Regions from separate parts of the Mus musculus genome. Here regions 1 and 3 are each linked to region 2. A link is a contact called in public Hi-C and HiChIP or PLAC-seq data. All regions are on one chromosome and are shown on one strand. Each heading gives the region's core, a stretch centred on a gene start, on an enhancer-like site or on the middle of the called end of the contact. The rest is flanking DNA. Distances are from core to core; before and after follow the strand shown. Region 1 overlaps Hivep3 (human immunodeficiency virus type I enhancer binding protein 3). Region 2 overlaps Hivep3 (human immunodeficiency virus type I enhancer binding protein 3). Region 3 overlaps Hivep3 (human immunodeficiency virus type I enhancer binding protein 3).

What was found. A called contact is a pair of places that touch in the nucleus more often than the background predicts. HiChIP or PLAC-seq counts read pairs in DNA pulled down with a chosen protein or histone mark.
Region 1: a BATF HiChIP or PLAC-seq map of CD8 T cells shows a contact between it and region 2, with 13 read pairs. The contact joins two enhancer-like sites. A contact is called at or near these places in 5 of 15 datasets of contacts at CTCF or cohesin (CD8 T cells, the NIH/3T3 cell line, large pre-B cells and 1 more), 24 of 484 Hi-C or Micro-C datasets (B cells, the C3H10T1/2 cell line, CD8 T cells and 17 more), 22 of 115 datasets of contacts at active chromatin or transcription factors (the 230-238 cell line, CD8 T cells, the NIH/3T3 cell line and 16 more) and 2 of 9 other capture datasets (adipose tissue and embryonic stem cells).
Region 3: a contact with region 2 is called in a Hi-C map of CD8 T cells, with 2.6 times the contacts expected there. The contact joins two enhancer-like sites. A contact is called at or near these places in 1 of 39 promoter capture datasets (hippocampal neurons), 5 of 15 datasets of contacts at CTCF or cohesin (CD8 T cells, the NIH/3T3 cell line, large pre-B cells and 1 more), 23 of 484 Hi-C or Micro-C datasets (the 3T3-L1 cell line, 3T3-L1-derived adipocytes, B cells and 17 more), 21 of 115 datasets of contacts at active chromatin or transcription factors (the 230-238 cell line, CD8 T cells, the NIH/3T3 cell line and 15 more) and 2 of 9 other capture datasets (adipose tissue and embryonic stem cells).

Annotation. Positions count from the first base shown.
Region 1 is chr4:120,043,481-120,047,408 of GRCm38.p6, reverse strand. All of the region lies in intron 2 of Hivep3 (human immunodeficiency virus type I enhancer binding protein 3), which reads right to left. Among named protein-coding and RNA genes, the nearest start is that of Gm38632, 12 kb to the right of the region's middle. Within about 2 kb of position 2,193, at least 35 of the 459 cell types and tissues checked have an H3K27ac peak or open chromatin away from gene starts, as enhancers often do. A contact at or near this core is called in CD8 T cells, where this site is marked.
Region 2 is chr4:119,921,909-119,925,697 of GRCm38.p6, reverse strand. All of the region lies in intron 1 of Hivep3 (human immunodeficiency virus type I enhancer binding protein 3), which reads right to left. Among named protein-coding and RNA genes, the nearest start is that of Hivep3, 110 kb to the right of the region's middle. Within about 2 kb of position 2,472, at least 22 of the 459 cell types and tissues checked have an H3K27ac peak or open chromatin away from gene starts, as enhancers often do. A contact at or near this core is called in CD8 T cells and Th2 cells, where this site is marked.
Region 3 is chr4:120,026,474-120,030,267 of GRCm38.p6, reverse strand. All of the region lies in intron 2 of Hivep3 (human immunodeficiency virus type I enhancer binding protein 3), which reads right to left. All of the region lies in intron 1 of Gm38632 (a long non-coding RNA gene), which reads left to right. Among named protein-coding and RNA genes, the nearest start is that of Gm38632, 5.0 kb to the left of the region's middle. Within about 2 kb of position 2,402, at least 16 of the 459 cell types and tissues checked have an H3K27ac peak or open chromatin away from gene starts, as enhancers often do. A contact at or near this core is called in CD8 T cells and Th2 cells, where this site is marked.

The sequences.
Region 1 (3,928 bases), core at 944-3,443, 120 kb before region 2:
GTAGCCTGAGCAGAGCCAGAAATAACTCCAATGAGATGAAAAGCATCCCCTGCCCATCCCTTCCTCCCTACTCACTCCTCCCTCCACCCCATGGGGGAAGGCCCCACCGGAGGCCCTCTCCCAGACTTGGGAAACAGTCCTCTGCAGCCTGGCTCCAGGGAGACGATGCAAGGGCAGTGATTGGTACCCGAGGATCAGGCTGCAGGGCGGAGCCTCCTCCCTAGCTGCACCTCTACCAGCTTCCAACTGTTTCTTCTCTACCTTCTTGCTGCCAGCTACTGGGATACAGTTCTGATCTTGTACCCAATTCTAAGGTCTGGGGATGGACCTGGGCCAGCCTCTGGCACTCATGAAGAGCCACAGCCAGGGGACTGTTCTCCCCGTGGGCCGCCAGCTCTACCTCTACCCTGTGCCCACCCTCTTTTTCTTCCAGTCTTGAGAAGCTTGTTGGTAACGCTCAGCAAAATGTTCCTCCTCCCAGGCTCTTCCTGAGTGCTCCTGAGAACCAGAGTCCCCTGTAGTAAGGCTGAGCACGCAGGCAGCGCTGTTCTAGGTGGTCTCAGGAGCACCCCACCACCGTTGATTCTGACCTCACATCTAGTTCAGTCGAGGACATGAACGTCTGGGTACTGAGCTGGGCAAGTGCTAAGGAACTCTGCATCGGCTTATCTAGTCTTTACCTGGGAGGACTGGGAGTGAGAAATGGAGACCGGAGAGGAGAAATGGTCGGGTCACACTGCCTTCTCCAGGCTGCAAAGCCCTGAGGCTGCAGCTACAAATCTAACCCAGGGAGGAGGGTGTGTGTGGTGGGGGAGGGGAGGAGACACATTGGCAACAATGACAGATGCCAATGAAAAATTTCCAACTTGCTCCCTGCAAAGCCACATGTGACTCAAGATACCTTCAATTTTGCCCCTCTGTTATATGATGGGAATTCAGTATATGATTTTATTTGGGTTAAAAAAAAATAGTTAAGGGTCTGAGAGGAGGTTCCACTATCTAAAACATCATGAGATAGCCAACCTCAACTCACGCCCAAGCAAAGCCAAGGCTCAGAAAGGGAATAAAGCTGCCCTAAGGCAAGGCTTTCCTTGGGGCACCCCAACCTGTTTCTCTTCCAGGGAAGCTCCATGTGAGGCCCCCTTTGGCCTTTCTTGCTGCAGCTTAGAATCCAGGTTGCTGTGCCTCCCGTTAGATCCCTTAAGCACTGTATACTCGGTGTCTACAGCTCCCAAAACTCAGGCTCCATGACCTTGTCTGCACTGTTAGGACATCTGTGTGGGGCAGCAGGTGCATCTGTATATATGAGCCTGCTCTGACCGGTCATGAGCAGTGACTACATTGGGATCACAGGCAGCAGTGCCAGGCCCTGAGTCACTGTTCCTGGTCAATGGAAAGAGCTCTATATTTAACATCAAAAGCCTCAAGCAGAGTCCCACTTCTGCTGCTCACCACTCTATGGCCTCGAACCGCCCACCCGACTTCTCTGAGTCTTTCCCCTGGGGGGGGGGTGAAGATGTTTCCCGTAAGGAGAGGGTATGGGTTCAAATGAGGTGACCAGTGTGAATGGTCTGAGCCTGCCAGTGTGGGTCACAGTCCCCCATGCCATAATCCTGTTGTAGGCTGTGGATGGTCCATGCTAGAAAGCGCTCAGTGTGTGTTTGCTAAAACCTCCATCTGCAAACATCTGCTGAGCTGCACATGGCTACAGGAAGACATGGGCTGGAGGAAATAAGCAATTTTCTCCAAATACATTTCCTGTGAGGCCCAAATGCTGGGAAGTGGGTTGGGGTGTCTAGGATGAGTAGCAGGATACAATGATGGCTTCTTCTCCAGGACCTCTCCGGGCAGCTAGGGAGAGCTCTGGCAGGAGGGCCTTACCCTGAGGTGCTGGGTCAAAGGCAAGCAAGGGTGTTCCAGGGAAGCAGGATCCTGGGAGCAAGTCCAGAGCCCATTCCCTTCAGCATCTTCATGGAGACAGGAAAGAAAGAACTGAAAATATGCTCATTAAATCTGCATCTGGCACCCGGCTTGGCAGGGTTGCCAAAATTCTGTAAGACTAGAATTAAATTAGCAAATTGGAAGTCGGATGATTTTAAGCAGGCATGATGGAATTCATCAGGGCCAGGTGGAAGCTGGTGGGGGAAGGGGACCAGGAAAGCCCACATCCCCGGGGGTTGGAAAGCCTGGCTGTGAACAGAAACAGAAGAGAAACGAGCCAGACATGATCCACACGACTGAGGTTCACCCTGGGCATGTGGGGTGACAGAGGGCCCATACTGCAAGGTGGGAGAGACAGGAGGCGTGGAAGGGGTGGCTAGATGACAGCCTTCTCTTCACAATGAAGAAAGGAGCCTTGAGGCTGTCTAGGTGAGAGGCAGATGGGTTCTCTGAACAAGTGGCTCTACGTGGGTGACACCGCAGGAGAGTGGCTGACACTGTTGTAATCGCCACTGAATACTTACTAAGTTTGGGAAAACACTAAGTGGAAATTCAGGGGTGGAGGAAGGACCAACCTCCATGGAGGAAAAAAGAAGACGGGGGAGATGTTCATGGGGCACTCACAAGGTGCTAGGCACCAGGTGTGATGCCCACCATGACTCAGCACCACACTAATCCTATACATCAGAGGTTTACTTCCTTTTCTTCTTTCTGTCTTTCTTTTTAACTGTCTTTACTTAAAATGCTCATGTTCCTGAGCACGGGAACTAATGCCTCTGATCCCAGCACTTGGGAAGTGAAGCCAGAAGGACTAGGCCTTCAGGGCTATCCTAGGCTACATAGAAATACAGAAGGCAGCTGGACCTGCATGAAGTTCTGTTGCAAAACAAAACAAATACATATTCAAGTCAGGCATAGTGGCTCACTCAAATAATCGCAGAATTTGGGAGGCAGAGGCAGGAGTACTATCATGATTTGAGGCCAGCCTAGGCTACAGATTGTATAAAGTGAAGCCCTACCACAAAAGAACCATAAATAAATAAACAAATAATATATAAATAAATAAGAACCAAAATAAATAAATTAAATTAAATAAATGTATGAACACACACACACACACACACACACACACACACACACAAAGAGAGTGGTATTATGAGGTTGACAGTGTCTCTTCCACCCTCTCAAATTCGACTCCTCTCTGAGGCAGCTTCCATGAGCACAGAAACCACTCTTCATGTGCAGGGCCACACTTAGTCTGCACTAACCTGAACATGTTCTGGGTTAGCACAGGATTGTACAGAACACATTGCATGGAAGCCTTCTTCTGGTGAGGAGTATACCCTGACTCTCCTTCCTGGCTGGCCCCAAAGGGACACATCTTTCTTTATAATGGATGCAAGACATCCCACACTACTATTTGAGCATAGCCTCAGCCAGGCACGAAGAGCCTTGTCAGTCCTCTGACACACAACATGCTACAGGAAAGGCCCTTACACACAGGTCTCTCTGGATCTGGGATTGGCCTGATTAAGCAAGTATGTCCTCTGAAAGCCTTCATTCACGACAATTGAGCCTTCCGAGTTCCCTAGGTCTTTGCAAGCATTTGATTTCTATGCATCACTATACATTTTTTTCCTTTTCCTTTTTTCTTTTTTTGGCCATTTTTAGGCAAAATAATCCCACTTAAACTCCCAGTCCCTTGGACTTAGTTCAAGTATCATGTGTTTAGGGGCCATTTTCACCTTGGGAGCTATCTGCTTATTTTTGCACGTGGCTGTTATTTTACTCTGTTATTGGAATTCTTTGCATGTGTGATAACGGTGAGCTTGCTGCTTCCTCTGTACTAGGCACTGTTCTAGGCTCTCCACCAAGGTCATAGCATGGAACTGGGGTCCTGTCAAGTGGTTGCATAGTCCTTGTTTATGGCCAAGAAAACAGAGGTTCAGAGACTCAGGTCACTTGATCAAGGCTAAAAATGGTCAGA
Region 2 (3,789 bases), core at 1,223-3,722:
TTCTGGCAACCCTATTACACTAATGGACTTTTTTTCTTCATTCATTCATTTATGCTGCATGTGTGCATGTGTGAGCATGCATGCCACAGTCCACATGTGGAGCTCAGAGGACAACTTTCTGGGGTGGGTTCTCTTCTTCCACTAAGTGGGTCCTGGGGAATTGAACTCAGGCTTGGTGGCAAGTGTCTTTACCCACTGAACCATCTTGCTGGCCCTCTGACCATCTGGGTATGTGGTATACAATCTGTGAACTTGCTGGTGGCCAGGAGGACAAAGGCAGCCCACTTCTTTCTTCTGTTCCACATCCTAAAAAGATGCCCAACCAACCTCCAGCTGAGCAGACCCACAGCCTGCATCCCTTTCTGGCACTTCTCAGTTCTGGAAACCCTGAAAAAAAAATCTTGGATCCCCTTACTTTCCAGATGTCTGTCCTTCAAGACACCCTGTGAATCAATATGACTCTCACACCCTCCCCCCTCCTACTCCTAGAGACCACTGCCTTGGGGATATCACAATCTTCCTGCTTGGTTCCCCTTGTAGTCATATGGAGCCATGCCTGAGCTGGCCAATTAGTCAGAGAATCCTGGTCACTCAGGTAGAGCTCAATTATTTTAGGTGAATCTAGCTGTGTGGTCTTGGGACATATTGCTCAAGTTCCCTGTGCCTTAGTTTCTACCTCTATAAAATGGAGAAAATAAAGTACCAGTCTCCTGAAAATACTAGGATTATGAAATGATTTTGTGGGTGCAAAAACCCTGAGCCCAGCATTCGTTGCCTATACTGTTAGGAAGAGAATTTCAGCTTCTTATTAATCAACTAAATTCATTTTAATGTAACATAAAGGAAAACTCATGCCATTATAAACCTCACGTCTTAGGTCAAGGCTAAGGTTTTAAAGGTCAACACATAGAGGCTAAAGAGATGGCTTAGCAGTTATGAGCATCTGCTGTTCTTGCAGAGGACCTGGGTTCAGTTTCCTCACAACCATCTGGAACTCCAGTTCTAGGGGACCTGGTGCCCTCTACTGCCTTCAGCAGATACCAGACAAGCATGTGGTGCACATACATACATGCAAGTGAAACACTCATGCATGTAAACAAACAAACACATTTAAGGAAGGACTTGTGTAAATGCTGGTCTAGACAGCAGGTCATGGCTGGGAAGGTAGAATGCACGGGCTTTTAGGGGAAGATAGATTGATTTAGACTGAAGCCTGAGGCTCAGGGAGGAGAAACTCTGGAGAGAGGAAGCTCAGAGTTTCCAGTGTCACAATGCAGTCAGCAGCTCACCTGGGACCAGATGGGGCCCACACCACCATGTCCTCCCAGGCATTCCAAATTCTGGCATGCTCAGAGCCCTGCTGGAGCACCTTTGCAAGCACAGGAAAAGCAGCTTGTCAGCACTTGGCTTGTCAGCAGACAGGGCCACACACAAATCCTAGTCACCCGAAGGAGTAAAGGCAGCTGCTTAGCAAATGCCCTCAACATCTGACTCCACTTTTGCATTTCCCAGCGGTGCAACCCTGGATACACTGTATAACCTCTCTGAGCTTCTGTTCTCAAAGCCACAAGTGGAGACAATAGGTAAAAGGTCTGGGTTGATGTGGTGGTTTGAATAGAAATGGTTCCCATAGACTCAAGTTTGAATGCTTGGCCCATAGAAAGCAGCACTGTTAGGAGGTGTGGCCTTGTTGGAGTAGGCGTGGCTTTGTTGGAAGAAGTCTGTCACTGTAGAAGTGGGCTTTGAGGGTGTAAGAAGGTCAAATTTGGCCAGTGTGCACAGTCTCCTTCTGCTACCTGAGGATCAAGATGTAGAACTCTCAGCTCTGTTTCCTTTCCCCCTTCTTTCCCCATTCCCTTCCTGCCTCTTTCTACACATATTCATGATCCTCTACATCTCTACTTTCTTTCTCTGCCTCTACAACCTTCTTAACTCCCCTCCTCATGCCCTTAATAAACCCTATTCTATACTAAAACAAAACAAAACAAAACAAAACAAAACAAAACAACAACCCAAACACTGGCTGCTCCTCAAGAGGACTTGGGTTCAATTCCCAGCATCCACGCTGTGGCTCACAATCATCTATAATGGAATCTGCTGCCCCCTTCTGGCCTCCACAGGCATAACACTTGTATACATAAAACAAAAATAAATCTTTTAAAGGTGGCTAGTGAATCGGGTGCATAGAAGTGAGTAAGGAGAAATGAGGCCCCTCTTTTCCTTCCCCTAAGAGCAAGAGCTAAGTGCCCCCCAACTGCACCCACGAAAACCCACACAGGAAGCCTTTCATCACGGAATCTATGGGTCACATCCTCACTCCCAAGCCCTCAGTGGCCCCATTTCTCATTCCTACAAGTCTGCGGGTTGAACGTGCAGTTTTGCTCTCTGCTTGATCCCCATTCACCTCGTGCTCCCCTTGTTCCCATTAACACAATGTCTCCACTTTCATTTCTCATTACCCCTGTGGCTGAAACATCACTGTTGCAATGAGCTGAAACCTCAGATCTGATCGATGTTGCCCTGACGGTGTCCCAGTGACTCACTCTTCTCTACAGAACCAAGCCAGACTCCAACCACTGGCCACGATCCTGTGAAATCTGGCTAATTCCCCCTCTCTCACAGACATGTGTTTTTACACCCCACCCACACACGTGCATTCTCACACATATGGTCTACTCCCAGGATCCTTACAGCAGCAGGCCTGTACACCTGCTGGTCTTCTCCCAGAATACTCTACCCGCTCCTGGGAGACTCCTCTGGCTCACCGCACCTGGCCGAGATGGAGCACTTTACTTTACAAACTCACCCCTCCCCTCATTCCTTTACTAAGCCCATTTTCTTCCATTACTCCGTCTAGGCCATGTGACGTAAGGCAAAGCATTGGCTAGAACTACCAAGCAGGAACACAGCTGGCAGCAAGCCACTTCTACCTTTCCCTGCTTCCTTCATGAAAGACGGAGGTGACGGCCAGTGACCTTGTAGTCACCTGAGAATATGAGGTGAATTTCAGGATGAAAACCATGTTCTGTGGTTGGAAGAGCAGTAAGAAAGAAGGAGCCTGGGCTACTCCTCCAATGTGGAGCTGCCATAGGCCATGTCTGGGCCGTCTTCCTTTGGTTCTTGCATGAGAAGAGAACATACACCATTATGTGCCTAAACCTATATTATTTTAGTTAGTTTTTTGGACACTCTTTGGAACATGGGCACATATCCCCTTAGCTTTTGAGTGCCAACCTAGGGACACCCCCTCCATGAAGTCTTTTCAGACAAAATCCCCAGCTTCCACTAAATAGAATTCTCGTCACCCTCCCCCATCCCCAGTTCTCTACCAGGAGAGTTGCTCAGCCTCCCTAGTCACTCAGCCTCCCTAGTCCCTGGCTGCTTGAGGCAAGGGTTTATCACTCTTCTTTCGAGCCCACACACAGACAACACACGCATAACTGGTTCTGCTCAAGGAACATTCTATAGCACAGAGCTGCATCTTCTTGAGAGTCTAGCCCAGGGATGAGGTCATGTCCCCTGCTGGTCAAAGTGGCCTCTCTCAAGATGGAGCAGTGTGGAGCTGCAGGACAGGCCCCAAGTGTGTGAATGTGTGAATGTGTGAATCCCCTTCCTTCCAGCTAGGACTCTGAGCTCTGCCAGCTGAGGCCTGCCTGTCACTAGCCATCCTTCTCAGATCTCCTTTCCTTAACACCCTTAGCTGGCACTTACAACCAGAGGTAAAAGGCTCCTGAAGGGCAGGGATAAACTCCCAGCTGCTACGCTCCTGACACCTGTTCTTCCAGCAGC
Region 3 (3,794 bases), core at 1,153-3,652, 100 kb before region 2:
CTCAGCAGCTCCTCCACCCTAGAGGCTGGATAGAACACAGTAGGCAGATGGTGCCAGATGCCATTTCCTTCCTCTGGGTCCAGCCCCTGCCTATAGCAGTGCCAGGTCTTGAGAAAGCCACTGCCTGCCCCCAAGGGTTCTTCCCACATTCTTTCATTCCTGAGATGTGAATCAGGCACTTCTTTGCTGCGAACATGCAACATGCAAGCTGATGTCCTGGAACATCCATCCAAGGGTGGAAACTGATAGGCAACCATTCCTTTCCTGGTGCTTCTGCTTGCCAAGTTGAATGTGAGGAGAAGGAGATAGGCACCATGGGGCAGGGAAGAGGCCACATTCCTTCTAAGGCTCCAATTCAAAAAGATGGCAGTCCAGGTGTTCCAGACTAGAATGCTAGATGCTAGTTTCCATGGAAATGCTACACACACATACACGCACATGCATGCTCTCTCTCTCTCTCTCTCTCTCTCTCTCTCTCTCTCTCTCTCTCTCTCTCTCTCACACACACACACACACACACACACACACACACACACACACACATCTGCTCCAAAGTCAGCATCACAACATAGAGACTTCACAGTCCTAGAACTCAGGACAGGGCTGACATCTGATCTGCATCTCCATGTGCAGTGTCCTTTGCAGCTCCTAACAACCAAATGATAGGCAGGCTTTTGGAATACTCTGTGGTTCCTAAGGTGTGGGGCCTGTCACAGTGTTCTTGGCAGAATTTTCACGGTAGGGGTGAGCAACCGCCCCGAGGGCCCTGGCTTATTTTTGTTTAGGTCTTCTTCCTATCAGTCATTCATTTTTCCACCTCTTTTCCCCTGTGGCTATCATTTTCTAGACTCAGATTCTCTGTGCCCCTCCCTCCATCCCTCTCCTCTCTCTCTCTCTCTCTCTCTCTCTCTCTCTCTCTCTGTATGTGTGCTTATGTGTATGTGTTTTGTGGTGTGGGGTGTGTGTGTGTGTGTGTGTGTGTGTGTGTGTGTGTGAGAAAGAGAGAGAGAGAGAGAGAGAGAGAGAGAGAGAGAGAGAGAGAGAGAGTTAGTTCATGCATGCGTTTGGCATTCCCTGCCTCTCCTGGGGAGAATGCTGGAGGTCTCAGCATCTCTCTGGGTGTCCTTTGGATTCCCTTCAAGCCTCTCTTCCTGCCTGAGCACTGTGCAGCCAGCCAGCCCCCCAGCTCCCTGATCCAGTCTATAATCTGTGGCTGTGGGTGACAGGAAAGGCCTTGAGCCATGTGGACCGGGGTTCCTGGGGATGTTCACTGCTTTTGATTACCTCATCTTGAAAGGCTTTTGTGACATTTTAACAAGATAGCTAAGGTAGCTTGACAGACTTTTGAAAGAGAGTACCCAGCATCTAGCAGAGGCTAAGTACACAGCACCAGTCACCACCGGTCCTCACACTGTGATCTAGAATCCGAGCCTCCTCATCGTGCTTATATTCGTGAACAGGGGTTCATCATGGCAAATCGGAAACCAGCATCTCTTGTTCACTTTTGCTGCCTTACTTCAGGCCAACAAGTCACACTGGGCCTCGCTCTACCACCCCACTCAGGCTGGTCTTATCTTTCTTTCTTTCCTTTTTCTGAGTAGCCTGAAACCCACTATGTAGATCAAGTTGCCTTCAAACTCACAAAAATCCTTCTGCTTGCACCTCTATCTACCTCCTAAGTGAATTAAGGGGAGTATGTCCATCATACCAGGCCTGGGCAGCTCTGTTAAATCCCTCTGAACATGTGAGATACTCTTAGACAAAATCAAGTGAGACCCTGTCAGGCTAAAGCATCCTTTCCTAGTGCCTTTGAGAATTAAAGCCCAGTTTCCCCTCTCAGACATGCTGTCTGCACCTTGTCCTTATCCATGTGGCCTTCTCACCTCACTGAAGCTTTAGGAGTTTCTGGGTCTGCTAAGTACACTTCGCATATACAACCCTGTATTAGCTTCTCATCTGTGTCTTCATAGTTGCTACGTACGTAGCATCAAGGGCATCCCCAGTCCCCAGATGGGACTGGCTGTGCCCAGCACTGGCTGTGCTGGCCTGGTCCTCCTCTGCACTCTTTTCTTCACTAGGTGCCACATTAGACTCTACATCTCACAAGCACATGTCAGTCCCAGGAAGGTCACAGGCATGCAGAGAACGTTGGGCATCACGCTGTGCCCTTACAGTCGTCCTGCTCAGCAAACAGCCACTGCGAGAGGCCACTTAACCTCCAGTCCATGATTTCCCCCACTCCCCCAAAGGACAGGAGGATCTTCTCCATTTTCTGCTGACCCTTGGGCCTGCCTCAGTTCTGGATTCTCACATGTATTTCTGAAAGGGACTCCCACAGGGTTTGCCCTCCCTACCAAGAGGCCCCAGGTGGAGAAGGCAGGGCCTTCCCTTCCAGGAAATGAGATGAGTCAAGCCACATTCCCCTGGCATCTCTGAGAGCAGGCTTTCCCCAGCCAAGGGACTGGCTGGGTTGTCAATAACAAATGTTCTTCTATCCAGGGCCTTGTGCTCAGCATCAGAGCAAGTATTTGGGGGTCTGGATTCACTCAGACTGAGGCACAGGTCCTAGCCCAGTGCTTATCACTACTTAGTTCCAAAGGTCAAGCTCAGTTTCTTCAGGTGTAAAATGAGGTGTGGGGGGGGGGCGCATCCCAGGACATGGTTCCTAGGACTAGGTGAGAGCTAACAGAATCAAAGGTAAAAAGGGATCTGAGGCACCAAGCCCTGAAGCTGGCACGCAGAGCGTGCTCAGTAAAGGAAGTCCCGCCCCCTCCCTCCTCTCCAGATCTGCGGACACTGATGACCTAGGCTCTGTCCTCGTGGCTCATACAGTTAGGGACGGGGAAGTATGAAGAATAAGTCACAGGAATAACGCTCACACAAGGTGAACAGTAACAGTCGTGCAGTGGGGTGGGGTGGGGGGCTCGGAGTAGCAAAAGGGAGATGGGAACTCTGGAATAGTGCTGTGGTGCCCTTTGTCCAACTGTGATAGATACGGCTTGTATGACCAGCTCAGGGTCGAGAGTCAGGGTCAAGGTGTAGGCAGCTACCATGGGGGAGACAAATCCTGCTCCCTGGTGGGTAACAGCCAGTTTCAGGAAGACCTTGTACTGTGGAAAATAACTGACAACAGGAGGAAGAGAAGAAGAGAGAATGGGAGGGGGTGGGGCTGGTTCCCAGGCTACTTTCAGGAGCCTCGTCCAATAATAACAAAGGCACATGGGTGTCTTGCTCCACCCGACTGGAACCTTTGGGCTTTTGAGGCAGGAGGGGCATCTCTAGACTTCCATCCTTCAGCCTCAGGGTCTTCCCAGGGAAGAACCATCCTCCTCCAGGAAGGGCCTGGCCCAGGAAGGCAGCTCACAGGACTCTTTCTGCCATGTCTTTGCTTGTACTGTTTCATCCCTTGTGTTTCTGTCCCTTGTACCTTCCCCTGTAGAGGCTCATCATGCTCCTTGACCATTTAGGGAACGCAATCCACTCTCCTTCCCGTGCTGTGTTTTCCTCTGGTTTTGAAGACTGGATTTAAAACCTCCACTTTCAAAACTCCGATTCCACTAAAGTATTTCTGCCTAAGCCCTCTCCCCCACCCTGGATTTTGTGAGTTCCAACAAGGGGCAATGTTTGGTGCTTAGTGGATGCTCAACACATGTGGAACCTGAAAGGTTCTTTCCTTGTGTGCCCCACTGCCTAGGAGAACAGGCAGCCTAGGAAAACAGGCAAACCTCCATCGGTCCCTGGGGGACTCCAGGCTCCTCCCACTATCAGCTACTCTATAGGAAAACAAACTCTCA